2 separate regions of the Anser cygnoides genome follow, and region 2 is linked to region 1. A link is a contact called in public Hi-C data. All regions are on one chromosome and are shown on one strand. Each heading gives the region's core, a stretch centred on a gene start, on an enhancer-like site or on the middle of the called end of the contact. The rest is flanking DNA. Distances are from core to core; before and after follow the strand shown.

Evidence for each region. A called contact is a pair of places that touch in the nucleus more often than the background predicts.
Region 2: a contact with region 1 is called in a Hi-C map of liver, with 2.3 times the contacts expected there. The contact joins the promoter of SLC41A3 here to the enhancer-like site in region 1. A contact is called at or near these places in 2 of 7 Hi-C or Micro-C datasets (both in liver).

What each region holds. Positions count from the first base shown.
Region 1 is chr10:12,945,518-12,948,229 of Taihu_goose_T2T_genome, forward strand. All of the region lies in intron 2 of LOC136791594 (a long non-coding RNA gene), which reads left to right. Among named protein-coding and RNA genes, the nearest start is that of KLF15, 43 kb to the left of the region's middle. Within about 2 kb of position 1,329, at least 2 of the 3 cell types and tissues checked have open chromatin away from gene starts, as enhancers often do. A contact at or near this core is called in liver, where this site is marked.
Region 2 is chr10:13,046,121-13,048,832 of Taihu_goose_T2T_genome, forward strand. SLC41A3 (solute carrier family 41 member 3) reads left to right here and starts at 1,370. Exons shown (of 11, transcript XM_067003004.1): 1 at 1,370-1,494.

The DNA.
Region 1 (2,712 bases), core at 79-2,578:
GGGAGAAGCAATAAGGAAAATCAGTACCGTCTGCAGTCTTTGTTCATGAGGCACACTAACTAGGTGTTATTCACGCAGGTGGCTGTAAAATCTGGAATGTGCTGCTATGTTCTGAAAAGAAAAATCATAGCCGTAGCATGGTAAATACCTACAGCACCTGATGTGGAAGCTCAGGAATTTCAGTAAATCCTGATTCACTGGCTGAAGTCTAGACTGCAACTTAAAATTCACCATACGGCCTGAGATCAGGGCCTTAGTTCCTCTTGCTGATAGTGGTCAGTGGTGATTATTTGCAGGCAGAGAAGAAATGGGTATGGCTAAAGCCTGTACTTCCAGCTACAGCCAGCAGCAAATTAGGGACCTTCTAAGCCACAAGTTACTTCAGGTTAATGCCAGAGATCACCCATGGGCTGATCCTCTGTTTGAACACACTCATGCCTTTGGCCTACATAATGTCCTGCAGCAATCAGTTTCGTGGCTCCATGAGGCTCAGCGTGAGATATATTTGTGTTTATTTTAAATGTATGTCATAGTATGCTGTTGTATGTTGCACTTTTGAATGTGTTCCTTTGCCCATGAAACAACAGCAGGTAATTGTTCCCTGAGTTCAAGTCCCTTTTATCAATCAAGTTGTCTCACCACTGGGCTCTTGGTTACTCACAGAGGTGAGACTGTGAAGAGAAAGTCCTGGACCAGAGAAGCCCTATCCCAGAAGATAACCTGACTGACTGCTATGTCAGAGTTTGCACTGACAAACTCTGTTGGGTGCAGTCTGTTTGCTGACCAGTGGGCTGCCAGGCTGCAATTCCAGCCGGTTTGAATCAACAAGCCTGGCTCTCATTTTCCTGAGATCTCATCAGAGCTGCTATCAGCTTGGATCCAACCTGGTGGATCAATGAAAGTTATGACGCTATATGGATTTGTTTTTCAGTGGCATTGATAAAAGAGTGTTGCAAGATCCTCATCTCAGACTCAGTCTGGCTAACTGAAGGTTGTGAAATTTCCAAAGACGACAAGGGGAAAAAAGAGCAAAAAAGCAAAAAAAAAAAAAAAAAAAAAAAAAAAAATCACTCTCCCCTGTGTTGCAACTCTGAGTGCAATCAATTGCAAACAATAATTCTCTCACTGGACACTCAGCTTCATTTTAGTTGGGTCCATGGAAAGTAATTTCTATATATATCAGCTAGATGTCTGACCTGAGGGTTGAAACAAAGAAATCTGCTTACAGAAATGTTGCAAATGCAAAATTCTGGCACTGCAGTCCAAGTTCTGCCCTTGACTAATGTAGTTTGTCTCAAAATTGTGACCACGTTGAGCAATTGTACAGGGGAAGGGAAGAACTGAACCATTCTGAACAACATCTGTAAGCTAAAAACCAAGAAGTGAGTTCCACTAGGAATGGAAATACTTGATTAATGAGCAACACTGAAGCGAAGATATTTGCTGTGAAACAGCTCCCAGATCTACACTGCTGCTTCAAAGCATTCCTCCTCATCTTGGACAACCATGGCTTTACCTGCTCTGTGCTGGATGAGAGGATCCAGTTCCCCTTGCTCAGCATTTCAGCTGCTCTCTGAAATGCTCACCTCTTCTGCTAGCCCACTAGCTGTGGGCTGGTGACTGCAACATGAAAGTGCTGCGTTTAATTGGATCTGATTCCCACAGCAAACTAATGAAGCATCTCTGGTATTAATGGGGACACTTCAACAGCTGGCCATGACATAAAGTCAGGAAGAGTCTGCTGAGTTTTCAGTGATGTTGGTTGGATTATGGCAGAGCAGAGAAGCCCAAGGTCTTTGTGAAGGTAATGTACAGGCAGTCCCTATCACAATGAGCCTGATCAGAGTTTAGCAGGACTTTCCCAAAACATTCTTTTAAGCCAATTCAGAGGAACGAGAGAAAGGGGAAGAATCAACACAATTTGCACGTGGGAGTTGAAGAAAACAACATAAAAGCTCTAGGAAATTTTACTCCAGCTTTTGCATTTGGCAGAATGGCTTCATGATGGGATTTCAAGTGCTCAGAAATCCCCTGGCATATGGTCCAGAACAAAAAATAATCTAATCGAATCCAATCTCATCTAATCTAATTTCATTTCTCACTATTGTGAAATCACCACAAAAGCATCTGAGACATTTTTACTTCTTTTTAAATGCTGACCTTCTGCAGGATCAAGTCACATGTATTACTGCTATATAGACACTGTTCCTTAGCAGAATTATCATTTAACTGAACAGCACTATGTTGCAAGAGGAAATCCTTGTCAATGACAGCTATGACCAGGAGAAGCCTTGTGAGTGTTTTTACTAGGATCACCATAAAAACGATAGGAATATGCCACGCTATGACAGTTGTTATGTTTTGCCCACTGTGGAACTGCCAATGTGGGTGACCTTTCAGCAAGAGCAAAATATTGCAGTTTACTGATACCTCCACGGGTCTGATTTCAGTGACCTTCCACATGCATGCAAGGAAGAGTTAAGACAATCCTGCAACTGAATCTGAAGGAGCAGGTGTAAGAGTAGGTCAAAGCTCTTCATATCTTTTAATGCAGTAAATAATGTTGTATATGCAGTGTAACAACCACTTGAGGTGGTGCTTAACACTTCACTCTTCTATTTTTCCTTGACAAGTATCTTGATCGCTGGATTTCTATATTTGTAATTGATGTTACATTGGACTCTGGATATGAAAAGTAATGACAAGAGAAAG
Region 2 (2,712 bases), core at 120-2,619, 100 kb after region 1:
CTTTTAACCCATAATAGCTAACAGTGTTTCACAGTGCAGAAAGGTTAGGCTGAGCATTTCTTCATGCATCTCAGCTGTTGGATGTCCAGAAGCATGTCCTATGATGGGACTGCAGCCCAGTGTGCCATGGAGCAGTCACCAGCAGCTTTAATGCAGTGGTGACAAGGGACATTGCACAGCCTGGCCGTCACACTAAGTCTGTCGCTGGGGCTAACTGCATTGAAGTCATAAATCAAGCTTTATGGTTGAGAAATGTCTTCAGTAGTCCCTAGTCATCAAAGAAATGCCATTTTATAACAGGAAACTGGGTAAAAAACAAATGTCGTGTCTGGACAAAAGAGTGGAAAGAGCTGTAAAATTCCCCTCTGCTTGGCTGAAGGAATAGTTGTTGGAAATAAAGTCCAGGAGCAAAGCAACATGGAAGACAGGAAGGAAACTTATCTTCTTATTGCAGAAAAGTCTTTGTAAGCACTATGGAGAAATCAGAACAAGTGCAATGAGTCCCCTAACGCCTTTGACACTGCTGATATCACTTGTACCTCTGTGAGAGCAGAGAGAAGTAGCACACGTGAATTGCAGCTGAGTGAAGAAGAAAATCATTTTAGCGTGAAGCTGCTCAGCTTCATGCCACCGAGCACTTCCCAGGCTGCAGTGAGCAGCTGAACTGTTCCTATCTGGGAGCTCAGGGGCTCCTAGGTCACAGGAGCTCTGTTTGCAGTCAAGGTCCAGCAGCCGTTCCCTTGCGTCAAAGCCAGGGTGTATCTAAACACTGCCGCTGCGCTTCCAAGAAATGCAGTTCTGTGCTGCTGCTGAAAGACAGCCTTCTCAAATACGTACCCAGTGGTGATGCACTGGAGATTTGAGGTTGGTACACGAGGACACGGTGCATGTGCCAAACAGTTACATCCCTTTTTGTATATAGGATGAGGTGTGGCAGGGTGCTGGGAGTCCCTGTGCTAGCTGGTGGTTGGATCCAGGTGGGAGATCCCGCAGCTGGAGCCGTTACCAAAATGCCCTTGTCAATCAGTTTCCCCAGGGGGATTTCTGCTTGCTCTGTAGATATTTTTCTTTGAAGCTCAGGGGTAAAGTGATAGCAGAATACATTTTTAACAGGTCTAAAAACGTCTTGGCAAGGTCGCAGGTTTTTGATAGATGTCCCTTCCCTTCTTATTTCCCATAGGAAAACGCTGTCTTCTGGCCATTCTCAGGGAAGCACTGGTTGCAAAGGGATGACATAAAATTACACCAAGTGAGCTGAAATTTAAGCCTTGCTGTTACAGCAGTGACATTCAACAGTTAATGCGCACCCTCAACACGCAGCAGCTGCAGCGTTTCGTTACTGTCACTTACAAAAACCTTCAGCTCCCTTCAGTGTACCCTGCTTTGAGCCCAGAGCTTGCAGGCCCAAAGGCACCATTTTGTCAGTAGGAGCCCTTTAGCGTAGCGTGACACCTGAGAGACTTCAGCAGGATATAACATTGCTCTGGTACTGAGGTATGATTTAATATCCTTGATTGTTCTGGAAATTTGAGCTGCATGATTCAGGAGCCGTGCATGAGTACGGTTACTTCAGTGCGTAATGGGATTTATGTGCTCAGACGTGATGGATGCTGCAATCACATTTCTAACGTTGGTTCAGTAGGGGAGGGGGATGAAATCAAGTCTCTAGGAGTCTCGCTGTTGATTGCAGTGGAGGCGTTTGCACAAGAAGCTTGAAGTGAGAGATGTTGTAATGCCAAACTGGGGGGGGGGGGGGGGGGGGCAGGAAAAAACTGAAAATAGAGGAAAAGTCTTTCCTCAACTCCCAATTGCAGCCTCAGGTTTCTTTCTCCTGTGTTCAGGCGTTTTCACCCTTGCTGATAAGATCAGCCGGGGGTTCAGGCAGCCTGCAGGCTCGGGGGGCAGCAGCTCCACCTGGGGAGCGCTTCCCTGCGGGGCTCACGTCCCGAGGGGGCTCCGGGAGCCCTCCGACCCCCTTCCCCTCAAGCCCCGTCCCCTTCTGCCTTCCGTGGGCCAGGCAGGGCCGTATGACAGGCACCAACAACACAGCCCGGGGGTTGGAGCAGCGCGGCCCCCCCGCCCGCCTCACGCACGGCGCCGGGGCAGGCCCGGCGGCTGCCACTCAGGGCGCCGCGCCGCCTCCGAGCCGCCGGGGGCCGGACTCGAACCCGCGGCCGCCGCGCAGGGCGGGCTCGGCCCAGCCGTGGCGGGCGCCTCCCGCGGCCCTCTGAGGGCAGAGCCCCGGGCAGGGCGAGGAGCCGGTAAGCGACGGGAAGGAGACGGGGACGCACACACACACACAGGGGTTTCCTCCTCCTGTAGAGCGTGGTTTTAGGGTTGTCCATCCTTCCTTCTTCCCTCCTCCGCCGCCCAGCTGCGGCTGGGGCCTCCCAGCGGTTTCCTTCCGCTGCCCAGATGTTGGGTGAGGAAGGGGATGGGTCGGGGCCGGGGTTTGGGCAGCGGGGTTTGGTCCTGCGAATGGTGAACAGCGGGCAGGCAGCGTTAACCTCGGTGGGTGCTGGCGGGAGGCGATGGGGAACGATCCAGGCAGGCAGGATGAGGAATGGTGATGTGAAGAAGTGAGACCAGAGGAGAGGAGAGGAAAAGGGCGACTGGTAACAATTTTGCATGTTTATTTTTTCTCAGAGGATGCTGCTGGGGTCATGGCAGGTTCTCTGTAGGTAGGTGAGTCACATACTGCGTGCGTGTGTG